2 separate regions of the Danio rerio genome follow, and region 1 is linked to region 2. A link is a contact called in public Hi-C data. All regions are on one chromosome and are shown on one strand. The core of a region is the stretch at or near the end of the contact, and the rest is flanking DNA. Distances in the headings are between cores, read along the strand shown. Region 1 holds the start of atf4b (activating transcription factor 4b). Region 2 holds the start of ube2z (ubiquitin-conjugating enzyme E2Z).

Region 1 (7,128 bases), core at 1,483-3,982, 600 kb before region 2:
TACAAAGCATTTCTACAGCATCATTTTAGGACTAAACATTTTTAATACACAATGCATTATATTAGAATACAGTGCATAGGATAAGATACACACGACTAAAAAAATACAAAATATAAAGCTCTGTTGATAGCTGACATGCTAAAAAAAAAGCTTTTCTATTTAGAAACCGGGGAAGAAATCAACAGTTTTTTTTTCAACCCTTCATATAATACTTTCTTTTAGGACTAACATTCATAACTAGCATTCTGCACTTCAGGCTATGCTAAACCGTCAATTTTGCTCAGCTTCTGAGTCCTTTTATGTTCTCGAACTTCTGTTCTCTCTTGCCCTCTTGACTTCTTCCATTAGCTCTTTCAGGTACTGGATCTCCTTTGTAAGAGACTCAGCTTTTTCTGCCAGCTCTTGATTTCTCTCCTCGAGCACTGCACATTCTGACAGGAGCGTCTCTTGCTCTGCACGCTTTTTCTGTCTGTAGCGAGTTGCCGCAGTCTTGTTCTGTTCCATTTTCTTCAGCTTTTTCTTCTCAACCACAACCTTTGAGCCACTGGCTGACTTCACTCGTCCTGTAAGGGTAGGCGACTCTGACTGCTGATTTTTGGTGGTCTTAAAATCGTGGGAAAGGTAGGGCTTTGCTCTAGAAGAGCGGGACGGAGGACAGGATGGGGTTTTGGGTTCAGAGAAGGTTGGACTTGGGGAACTTTCCACAACCACCTCACCTGAATGGGTAGCCATTGCATTAACCTCCTCTTTGGGAGCAAGTACAAAAACAATGCGGGTCGGGGACAAAGAGAGGACAAATTTAGGAACCCGCAACTCTACAGGGGATGGACTCTGAACTTCTGCTATGTCCACCTCGCAACCAAGCTCAAGAGTGTCAGTAGGGGACTCAGGGGGAAGGACTGAAGGTGAAGGGACTGGAGAGGCTGGTTCAGACTTGATCTCAAACTCAGCCTGGGGCTCAGGGACCACCGAGGAGGAATCTAAGATTTCACAAGGGGATGGGGGAATGAGATGTGTAGTAACTGGAGTATTCAAAGTGAATGAAAGGTTGGAGAGTTGATCAATTTCAGGGACAGAGGCTGATGGAGAGGGTGAAGTATTGTCAGAAGCTACAGGCAGGGACTCCAGGTCAATCTGTGACTCCAGAGAAGCAATGAGCTCCTCAGGAGAACTGGGTGGATCCTCAGAATCATAAGAGTCTATCAAAGACTCCAGATCAAACTCACTCAGATCAATTCGTTCTGTCATCCAATCCATTCCACTAAACGAATGATCTGAAATAAAAAAATTAATTAATCTCACAACTGAATGCCATAAAATGCTTATGGAAAAGTATTTACAAAGAAATGATGTACGTTTTCAAATGTCTACACCTCACCTTCACCACTGTCTGTGCCACGATTATCTAGGCACAGCTCATCTGAGGGTAACCAGGGCAGAGACACCGGATCAAGCCCAGCCTTCTCCCCCCTCTGAGGGGAGGGAGGAGTACAAGGTGGGGAAAGAGAGGGAAGTGAAGAGGAAGAGAAAGATGAGAGGGGTGATTCAGCACCTCCAAGAGGAAGAACCTCTTCATCTTTATCTAGAATTGACCGCAGAGGGTCAGCCATCGGTGATGATGGGTCCCAGAGAAGGACCTCCATATCGTCCAGGCCAAACCGTGAGCTCATCAAAGACATGGCTGTCTATTTCAAGTGGAATCAGAGAATCTTCTACTGAGAATTCAAATAATTTCGTGCTGTCGGGTACAGCAAAGATCAGAGTTGCCACAAAGGACCTGTAAACAAAACAAAAAAAGTAGTTATTCTCTTATATAACATGACTTAAAAGAAAACTAAATAAACAGACTCTAGGAAAAGGCCCACAAGTTATTTCTGACTCATAATCACACCATCAGCCCACACCCTTCTCTACCCATATATGGGCATTTACCACGTGATGTTCTTTGTCACTTCCAGTCAGCAGACTAGCTTCCATTAATAAAAAAACAAATACAAATATACCCGAGTCAAGTCACGTTAGGCTACTCTTTTCATACAACACTAAAATTAGGTGAACACAAACATTTTTGGTAAAAACATAGTTCAACGTCCTATTGCTTTATTAAAATGGGCAAATCCGCCATTTCAGGGACTCGCCGCTCCCCTTTCAGGAACGTGCGCCATTTTATAACGAGCACGCAATAACAAAGAATAATAAATTAAACAGTCCCACTCAATTTAATTGAATTCACCATTATCTGAGAGATTTGACACTCATTTACTAAATAAAACATATACGTTAAAGTGGATTTTAAAGCAGAAATGACTATAAATTCATCGAATGATCTTGTCATTGTCAGGTTGACACATGGCGCGCTAAACCCGACTCCAGACGACATGTAATGACCCCATTTTCACAGAAACCATTTACCATGATCTATTATAAACATAATATGAATACATTGTTTGACAATCACGACTAAAATAAACTGGACACATTAATGCTTATTTGGCTGAACTTCTAACGCAACACTTCCGTCTCGCCGGCTACCAGACACGACGTAACATTTTAAAACAATCAAAAAAATTATACTTACGCCATTTTGATATAAATGTACTGAACCAGTGCACTATGTTGATGCACTGAGTTGTTTGCGCGCTGTCTACAGGCTGCAGTTCACACGGCCATTTCGGCGGAGAGCAGAATCGCTCGGCTTTCAACAACAATCAGCTTTGCAAGAGAACGGATCTGCCGGCGACGACGCGTTTCAAGTTTATATAGGACGCAGTACCACCCAGACATATCCTTCCGCCGGAGCGTTTCGTCTTGTGTTGTTGAGCACAGACAGCATATAGATCCATCACTTTTTATCAGTTTTGTATAATTTTGAGTTGGAAATTTAACCTTTAACAATTTTAGATCAGTTCAGAAATATTTTATGATTATTTTGTGATCTATTTTGAAGTCATTAAACTGACATGGCTTGGCATTAAGTGTATTGTGGTGTACTGTTTTGTCAAGTATGATAGATATCAAATAAATATCAACATTATATGTGTATATCGGTATCAATAAGTGACCAATAGATTTCGTGAGGACAAAGTCAAAACAAACACAAAAGCATGTATGAGTCATTTCAGGGAAGGTCGTCTGCAATTTCCGGAAAAAGTTGGTTTTATCGCCCTCTTCTGGTACAAAAACTAAAAACACGAGTTTTGCCTCGGAAATATTGTTTTGGAAAAACAAAAAAGGAAGATCGTTGTTCTTAGCGGTTGACAAAAATAATTAAAGGGATAAACTACTCGAGTAGAAACAAAGGAGAATTGGAAGCCACTTCCAGGAAGGTCAAGTTGTAGGTAATGTTTCTTAGGCTTTTACATAGAAAAATTCAAAAGAAAAAATACAGAATAAAAGATAAATCCACATCTTGAAAGCAATAATTTATTTTCTACAGAGGTATATTTGAAACAATGCATACATTTGTACAAAACTAAGTGTTTAATCACAGCTAAGCAAACTATTAAATTAGACATTGTGCAAATGTTTGACCATTTTATTAAACAAAAAGCAATTATAAACCCCCTCCATTTTCAGATTACATTTTATAAAATCTCTGTACAATAAATAGCAACCAAGATTAAAAATCTAAATGAAACCCGACACAGCAACACAAGAGGCTAAAATTGTGTATTATAGCAAGAGAGTTATTATTCAGAATATATATTTTGGTCTATTCAAGCAATGATGACACTTTGTTTTTATTTAGTTTTTCAAAGATACCAGCAATCTATGTTTAATATAATTACAGTATAAATTTGGAATAGACATTACTAAAAAACCTTTTAACATTGTAGCACAATGCTTGTAATAATTTTTTAATATGTTGAATCACAAGTGCTCTAGCTGCAACTGATTCACCATATAATATATAAGAAATAATCAAAGAATAACCACTATCATTACTGACATCTTGTGCTGCTATATGATTGGTTTGATTCCTTCTCTTTGCTAAACATTTGCTAAATGTCAGCCTTTCAAGGGTCGACCACAATGCAGTGGTGCTGTGTGTATCTGTGAAGAAACCTGATCTTTGGGTTTGTGCATGTCTTTGTTACCAAACATCAGTATAGATCAGTCATTAATTCAGCGATCCTGCTCTTGCTTCAGGCTCAGAGCTTCAGGCGATTGTAAACGGCAGAGGACGTCAATTGGAAGAGTGCTGGCCCTCTTGAGCTGCTTTACACACACATGCTAGTGTGTTTACACAGCGACTCTATTTTCCACTTTTATTGTTCTCATTAGCTGTCGTTTCGGCCTCAGGGAAAAGCTCAGGGTTTTCTGCTAGAGTAGAGCGGATTCGTTTCTTCTCTTTAAAGCGACCTGAATGCGAGACTTTCACATGTCGCCCCTTTGTTGCTGTTTTGTCCACAATGCGCTCCAAGCGGGCATTAAACTGGCTGTCTGTTGCAGCATCAGTGGTCCCAGATGCCTCTCCGCCATTGCTGCTGTGGTCTCCTGCGATTTCATACAGCACTTTTGGCTCCGATTTCTTTTTTCGCAGGAAGGTCAGTTTCCACCAGGCTGGGGCAGGTTCTGCGGTCGCCATTGTGTTAATGGCAGTTTCTGCGAAAAGGACAGAATGAGAGATATATCTGTGATTAAACACAAAAACAGCAGGCCTAAATAAGAAAGGGAACATGTTGCTTTTGTTTATTAGAAGACGGGTAATAAGAATAGTCATAAAGTGTAAACCGAGCTCTGAGAGTGTGAGCTAATGTTAATGTAAGATCTGTTTCTTATATTAGAAGGGACAGCCGCTAATGAATTTTTTAGTGTAATTCAATAAGCACCATATGGTAGAGGTATGCTAGGTTTTAACTTGTACAGATTCAGTTACAGGCCTCATGTTTCGCACACTGATCTGCAGCTATATGGCAGTAGGATGGAAATGCACAACGTAGTTCATGCTAATGCTAAGGAGCTTAGCTGCTACTTTTTATGTATTGGTTAATGGATCAATAATATTGGAATAATTTTGGATTATTATTAGCATTGGAATAATAAATATAATTAATGTTGTGAAATAATATGATTATTATCTAATTTATTCCTGTAGTGTTAAAGCAAAATTTTCAGCGTTATTACTCCAGTCTTCACACGATCCTTGAAAAAAATCTTTTTAATATGCAGATTTAATTATAAAGAAACAATTCTGATTGTGAATGTTTTTGTGTGTGTGTGTGTGTGTGTGTGTGTGTGTGTGTTTGTGTGTGTGTGTGTGTGTGTGTGTGTGTGACTAATGTTAAAAACAATTCATGTAAGCAGACTAGTTCTGGGGCTCCGACACTATTCAGCCCGTGACCCCTAAAATAACAATGCCAGTGACTCGCGACCCCCAAATTTCTCAGTTAAAAAATATACAAATGTTGCTCACACAAAAATAGGCTTACATAAACACCAACATATTGACAACACAAAAAGTGCAACAGTCTAACAACCATATCATTTTATATTCATTCATTAATTTGTTTAATTTAAGATTAACCTCAACTAATGAGAATGGTAGACACAGTGTTTTCTTGGTTTAATTGTAGAGACCGCCACTCGGAGATAGTCTTTTATGTTCAGTTGTGGCCTGTATTTATTTTTGATATATTTAATTGTCATGAAGGTGTCAGAAAGTTTAACCTGGTGCTATAAAATCAATGTGCTCCAGCTGATGCTTTTGCGGTGTTGTAAATCTAACGTAAACACACCAATCCTATGAAAAAAATAATTTAAAGGCTGATGGCTTTTTATTTGCATGTTGTTGATTTTTACTATTAACTATTGTTTGTATCTTCTGTGGGTTATGGTTAAAATATGCCAATACTAATAGTGTAATAAAATTTATTTGACTTCTGGAAATCACCAAGCGACCCCCTGTCAATGTCCCACAACCCCCACTTTGGGAACCACCAGACTAGTTTATGCATTCATTAAAGAGGCCTTATTTTAATGTGTTACTATTTTTCTTTTTTACAGTTCATACTGCACACATACTGTAACTGGGCCTGTATTTACACTAAAATCAGCATCATTTTGTTAAATGGATCCAACAATATGGCAAACTTTTAAAAACCCAACTTTATATACGTTTGTAAAACTTCCTCCATGCAGTCCTTGACTGAACAAACTCATTGTGACAACTGAGATTTGTGCCAGGCTTACTGTACTATATAACCCAACAAACAATTTTTTTGTTTAATCGACATCTAAACGTAGACAGCTTGGCTAAAACAAGACTAAACTGAAAATCTAATAGACAATAGCTCAAAACTAGACTAGTCGTCAAATAGACAGAATCGACAGACTATAAGTGCAGTCATTCATTTCTGTTTTTTGATGACTAGTCTAGATTTGGCCTATTCTTATACGTTGATTTTCTCAGACAGCGCAAATTCAACCTTGTTTTAGCCAAGACAACTATGTTTAGACATCTATTAGACATCTTTTGAAAGCAAAAAGTGCTTGCTGGGAAGGAGAGATTTACTTAACACCAGAGCGTGCAATCCTATAAAAGTGCTGATAGAAGAGTTCTGTGAATATTCTAAAGATGCAGAAATAAAAGAAACACAAAGACACAACAAATCAGTTTCATGATGTCTAATGCAGTGCATAAACCAGCAAATTAGGCACTGATAAAGAGTTAATGACAATAGGTGTGTGTAACCTACCATTAACACAGGCAGGGAATGAGTTACAACTTTCTATTTTGAGATGTAAAATAATGAAATGAATACCAGTAAACTCAAATTACCTCAAAACCTAGAAAATTATGTGGCATGAGTATATCCTGTTGTTTCTAAATAGGAAATTTCTACAAATGCACACAAAATTCCCTGTGCCCATCACTAATGTTTTACCGTCAAATGTTTTTTACATAATTTTCACTGGTACAAATGCTTTGTAAATCTTAGACTTTACTTATCGGGACAAATGGATTGTTTTTGTTGGTGTTGAAGCTTTGCTCACAGCAAATGGACTTTACATGACTCACTCATTTATGTGATTTTAGGCAGTCCATTTTTATGTTAAGAGTTCACAGTCCAGAGAGCGTGCACGGTTCATCCACAAGCTACAATGGCTTCTTTGAAGTAAACCATT
Region 2 (6,575 bases), core at 933-3,432:
TTTAAGGTACACTTAAGTTCATTTTAGTTCAAAGAATAATTTAGATGATTTGTGCATATGTACGTGATTGAATCACATGGTAAAAGATGGATACCAGAATTACTCTGGTAATTGCCTAGATCGTAGGTCCTAAACCATTCCTGGAGGGCCGCAGCTCTGCACAGTTTTGCTTCAACCCTAATCAAATACAGCTGATCCAATTGAGTGTTTAAGACTACTAGAGAGGTATGAGATGTAGGTGGTTAGAGCTAAACTGTACAGAGATGCGGTCCTCCAGCAGTTGAGTTTGAGACCACAGGCTGGTGTCCTGCATATTTAAGTTCCAAACCCCAATTAAACACACCTGAGCCAGCTAATCAAGCTCTTTCTAGGTATACTAATTGTTCCAGGTAAGTGAGTTAAAGGCAGTTGAAGCTTAACTAAGCAAGACACCCGCCCAGGGAAAGAGTTTGGACACATACACACTTTTTTCAAATTATGCTGTTAATTTTAGATGTATCAAATAACATTGTACACTTTTTCACAAATTTCCCCCAGCAGCACAAAACAATCTTAATTTCCATTGGATTTTTTTTTTTTTTGTTTGTGGTTTTTTTTTTCTAGCACAATTTACTGCAATTGGTAATCAATTGTAAGTTTAGCACAAATTACACCTAGAAGGTGAAGATGATGCTCTCGTAGTTTGGCTGATAGTTAAACTAATAATCACTGATCAAATATACTAATTTCTGCTGAAGGTGAAGTTAAGGTAATTCTGTGTATTCTCACTGCTAAATTATTTGAGTTTTCACCGAAAGCTGAATTCACCTTAAGTTGTTTCTAACCTTAAAAGGGATGGTTCACCCAAAATTGAATATTTACTCACCTGCCCCTCATGTGGTTTCACCCTCAGGTCACTCTAGCTGCATGTGATTTTTCATTCAGTCCAATTCATTTGGAAAAATTCCACATTTGCCTCACTTGTACATTCGTCCCACCGCCTACACCATTCCGGGAAAGTGTCTGCTGAACGCTCAATCTATATTCAACAAATATATAATACAAACTTTAATATTTTTGACAGTTAATGTTGTAATAAAAATGAATCAATCACTGCAGGAGACCTTTATTAACCAGCTGTTGATTAGCTCACAAATCTATTCATAGAGTTGTGAGCACTGTATTGTGGATGGATGAACTGTATTGGACTTGTTTTGGATCCTAGATACAAAACAGTCATTATCTGCCATTGTACAGCTTGAAACTGTCAGAAGCTATATTTTTATATCTTCAAATTGGCTAAAAGAAGAAAGTCACACAGATGCTATGGGGTGAGTAAATAAAGGGCTGATTTTCTTTTTAATGTGAATAAGGGTTTTTCATCTGTTGAACATGATGGAAAATGATTTCAGGCCTGTAACTGGCCTATTGAATAGAGTGTTTTTTTTATTATTATTTCTGAATAAGTGGACTTTTTTGCAAGTATTCTTCTCGATTTTCTATTTAATTATGCGTTTTACTGGCATTTTAAGAACTAATCTTTGATCAGCTTTCCGGATGGTGATCGTAACCGTTGTTAAAGTGCTTACCATAGTAGGCTATTTTACTAAGAAGCTTTTATTTTCAAATTTATAAACCTGTAAGTTAATTAAGATTTATAAATATTGTTATGAGATTAACATTTAAAAAAAATAAAAAGAAATATGGAAAAAGTTGTTAATAATTTATTATTATCCATAATTTAAAAAAAATATATATAGGAATCTAGTAAAACTTGTTTAAAAATAAAAACTATATGGTCAAATAAAAAATGGCCAGCTCATTAAACTGTCCTTAGTCAGAATTTGGCCACTTAATCAAAATTATAATTAAAAGTTAAATGTGTCTAAAAGCCGCCGCCTTTCTGTACTTTCTACAATTTATGATGGCGTAGTAGTCAAAAATATGATGTTGCCATGGTAACAGAAATAACAACGTAATCTGAGACTAATAAAAACTTTGGATAGTTTCCGTAAACTGATATAGATGAAACGCTTGCAAATGTACGCGTCTCGTGCTAACTTTTACTAATAAATTAACCAATAACTATTATAAGGCGTGTCTTACGCCTGACATCGTGTGTATGTCGCATGTTAAATAAATACATTATAATTCTTCACAGGAGTGCACCACTAGACGACGCTGTTTCCACCCAAACGAGGAGGAAGTGAAGAGAAATGAAACAACATTTATAAACAGGCCTGGCCGAGCGAGGAGAAACTACGTTTACGGGCGTTTAGACACTGTTACTCATTGATGTGAACGTTGAATGCTTCGCCGAACACTGCTAATTCGTATAAAACGTTAAACTTAGTTCCTCCTTTGAGATAGGTCGTTATAATAGTTGAGGTCGGAAGAGGGAAACGGGAGAATATGTAGGAGTTATTTCTCGTCCTGCCCTCCTCCACTTGCTTCCGAGCGAGGAGAAACAGAAACTGCAAAGGAAACTGATTGAACTGACAGCTGGTCAAACAGTTTGCGGCTCTTCGGTCTCATCGGCGATGGCGGACAGCGTTACGGAGGAGGCCAACGGTTCCGTGGGGGCGGCGCAGGGCCACGGAGCGCAGTTGTCCGCGAGTTTGGGTAATTCTATACCGGGGCATTCATCAGCCTCACCGCCTCCGGCAGACACCGGCCTGGCTGTGGTCGAGCCCGGGATGGCGCATACCATCACTCCGGCCGTGGAGAGCGGGCTCGGTGTGCTCACCCATGCGGTCAGTTCCACAGTCCCCGTGGCCGTTCTTCCATCCCTGCCGCCCGGTATCGGTTCTGGAGTCCCGGCCGGAGCGGGCCTCCTGTCTCAAATTCACGCCACCTCCTGGGATCCCACGTTAAGCACCGACTGGGACAACGAAAAGGCGTCTCAGCAGTGTATTCTCCGAATAAAAAGGTAACGATAGACTGTCTTGAAGTGTCAGAGTTTGTTTAGGGAAATTTAAGAGAAGTTTTATGTCAGCCTCTTTGCGATTGAAAAGTAAATATTAATGCTGAATGAACTTAATCGATTCAATTTGTAGCTGTCATTTTGTGCTGCTGGCATGGAAATAGTGGACCAAAGCAATAACACATTGTTAAACATTTTTAGATTTTTTATTTTGATGGAACGTTTACTTAATAAAATTTTATTTCAATCCTAAATATACATGTCTTGGTTAAGCCTTTAATAAAATGTTGAGGAATTTAGGTCAAATTAATAAATAGTGATAACCTTAAAATGAAATCATTCAAAAATTTATTGTTATTATACGAAGTTGTTTTTCATTCTAGTTGGGTGTTCTCTGCAAGTCAAAATGTGTGAGGGCTTAATCTTTTATTGTATTGATGCTTTAAAAGCTAAAGTTGTACATTTAATTAAGCAATGTTATTTTCAATAAACCATATGCTTTGGAACTTTCAATTCATCAAACACCATTCTCTGCTGTTGGATAAGGAGATATTTAGGCTTTGAGCGTCCAGAACACAGCTATATAAATGTGAGAAATTATTATTAATTATATATTTCCATCTTCGATATGGATTGTTTACTTCCATAAACCGTGGCAAATGTATAAATAGTAGACTTTATAATATATGTGTAATTAATTTTTTAAAAAGCAATTGAGTTATGGCAAATTAATAAATAAGACTTTAAACAGTAGTCAAATGGCATTAAAATATTATAAATATGAAAGTTTTAAAAATAAATATATTAATTGTTTAAAGTTAAGTTGTTGTTTTGTTTTTTCTAATTCATTTACATCTTAGTTGTGCACACCTTTCTTCAGTATTAATGGCTGTTGCATACAAAACTGAACATTAAACACACCAATAGTAACTTACTTTATCTGAGTGCAAAGTGTGATTCAGACATCCACCCAACTAGTTATCACTACATTTTGCATTTTAAGTAGAGAAAAAGATTAAGCCAACATCAAGTCCATCTGTACTACCTTGCATGCTGAAACCTTTTTAAGCCCACTGTTACAAGCATATTTGCAGATTAATTTGTTGTGGGCATGTTGCTTTTGAGACACAGTGAGTGTTGCCACTTTTGGGAATTGTCACTTGGCAATGACTTTGGCCTGGGCAATATTTTGATAGATGTCCCCAGAGGACTAATAATGGAAATGTGGACACAAAACCAATGCACTCAGTTACAGCCAGTCAGTTTTGTTTATGTGCGGTTTGACTGTGTAATCCAGGCATTTATTGATCTGATGATTTTCTTGGCATGGTATATATGTGACTTCTGTTTCCGTCTCGTGCTTTGATAAAAGTGGAGGGTTATGTGACGGATACTTGTTTACTGGAGTAATTTCTCAGTGTTGTTAGTGATTCTCTGTCTTCTTTCCTCCATTTAGAGACATTATGTCCATTTATAAAGAACCCCCTCCAGGTATGTTTGTGGTCCCAGATCCCCATGACATGACTAAGGTAAGCAGCAACATTTCAGAGACTTGCACAGTTAGTGGTATTTCATCATATCCCACTTTCTTATGCACTCCCTCCATCCTTCCTTCTTTTGTTATAATATTAGTGAACAATAATGCTTTGCACATGCACGGTTCATGCATTGTTATCAATGTGCATTACGTTTACACTACTTATTCAGTTATAAGTTTAAATAATATAAGGGCAAAATTAAAAAAAAAAAAATTAATTATTCATTGAAGTCTGCACTGATTCTTTCTGTGAGCTTTTCAGTATGTGATGATCAAATTGTTTTTAGTTACAAGATTTTGGGGTATATAAACACTTCTGTAAATCAAAATGTGTGCCGGCTTAATCTTTTATTGTGTTGATGCTTTAAAGGGTAAAGTTATACGTTTAATTTAGCAATGTTGTTTTTAATAAACCATACTCCTTTGGGGATGTCCAGATTTGATTACCTGATCGGAAATCAGGCTCGATCACACTCTGAGTTTTAGACTTTGAATCAGACGTTACTTATCTATATATATATATATATATATATATATATATATATATATATATATATATATATATATATATATATATATATATATATATATATATATAGATAGATGGATAGATGGATAGATAGATAGATAGATTCTCATTATTTTTAACACATCTAAAGTTATGCGGTGGAACAGAGTTAGACATCTTTCTTAACTCCATGCAAAAAAAGGCAACGTTTGCGGCATGACATCACTTTGTTGCAGATGCGCTATTGGTTAAACGCCGGCAAAGTAGAACACGGAAGCAGCTTGAAATGGAAAGCACAAGTATGGGGTAAAGTCTAGATACGATATAGCTGCGGATACACATCAAATATAGCATAATTTTTGTGACACTGTATTACACTAATTAATATTTTTACAGTACTGTGACTTTAAGGGTAGAGGTTTAAAAAATTTATTGGGTAATTTAATGAATAACAAATAATTCTCAGTACAACTACTGTTTTTACATTACTGTGATGGTTGAGTTTATGGTTGGGGTATGAGAAGAGGTTAATAAAATACTGTTAATGGGAAATGTATTAAGTAATATAAATAATTCTTGTTAACTTCCAGCGCAACCATATCTGATCTAGCAACAACCAATAAAATTGATGACAACAACATTGCCATACCAAACTGTGAGATATGTTTACTTGGGATTGCAAGACGTGAAGAATGTATCTTACTTATTACTTGATTATTCAAGCTATTTTACAGAAGTGCTCTGTTTTTTACTGAGTTGTTGAAAGTTTTACAAAAAGGTGAATTAAATAAAAAATAAGGAAAATCTTTGATCTGTTTCTTATGTATTATCGAAGTATCGGTAGATACCCAAAATCAAATGACTCCAAAAAAATCTGATTGGGATATCCCTATATTCTTTGGAACTTTCAGTTGATCAAAAACCATTTGATCCAGTTTAATAATATTAATAAACAGAAAACATTGCTGTAATTATGTACATGGTGGCTAAAAAATGTGAAACTCTCTTTCCTGTATCCACAGATTCACGCTCTCATCACTGGCCCCTTTGACACACCATATGAGGGTGGCTTCTTCCTCTTTCTGTTTCGCTGTCCCCCAGACTATCCCATTCACCCTCCACGTGTCAAACTGATCACTACCGGACACAACACTGTTCGTTTCAACCCCAACTTTTACCGGAATGGCAAGGTTTGCCTCAGCATTCTTGGGTAAGAGTCATATCTTGTTGAGGCTATAATAGGATTCTCAAAACTGCTTGAAATGTTTTTTTTTCTGGTCCAGAATTACTTGTATAGCAGTTTTGCAGAAGCACACCATCACAAAAAATATTTATAGTAGATATAGATTTAGATTTTAAGTGACTATTTTGTTTTTGTCTCCTACAGCACTTGGACTGGTCCAGCATGGAGTCCTGCACAGAGTATCTCCTCTGTTCTCATTTCAATACAGTCCCTAATGACTGAAAATCCTTACCATAACGAGCCGGGTTTTGAGCAGGTACTAAAACTCCCACATTGCTTGTTTTAGGGAAACTTTTGGTGCATTCAAGTGGAGCTAGTAAGCTTTTATTCTTGAGTTAAATGCACACAAATACCGCAAGTTCTCACAAGAACTTTCTTTGAAGTA

Evidence for each region. Hi-C and Micro-C count contacts between places; a contact is called where the count stands out from the background.
Region 1: a Hi-C map of hematopoietic stem cells shows a contact between it and region 2, with 4 times the contacts expected there. The contact joins the promoter of atf4b here to the promoter of ube2z in region 2. A contact is called at or near these places in 1 of 18 Hi-C or Micro-C datasets (hematopoietic stem cells) and 1 of 4 datasets of contacts at active chromatin or transcription factors (embryo).

What each region holds. Positions count from the first base shown.
Region 1 is chr3:22,934,897-22,942,024 of GRCz12tu, reverse strand. It overlaps atf4b (activating transcription factor 4b), which reads right to left and starts at 2,732. Exons shown (of 3, transcript NM_001103192.2): 1 at 2,579-2,732; 2 at 1,379-1,777; 3 at 1-1,274. The coding sequence starts at 1,679. The coding sequence ends at 298. It overlaps prr15la (proline rich 15 like a), which reads right to left. Exons shown (of 2, transcript NM_001003478.1): 2 at 3,404-4,605. The coding sequence starts at 4,588. The coding sequence ends at 4,256.
Region 2 is chr3:22,332,365-22,338,939 of GRCz12tu, reverse strand. ube2z (ubiquitin-conjugating enzyme E2Z) reads left to right here and starts at 2,182. Exons shown (of 7, transcript NM_001002330.5): 1 at 2,182-2,908; 2 at 4,359-4,431; 3 at 5,970-6,157; 4 at 6,335-6,446. The coding sequence starts at 2,520.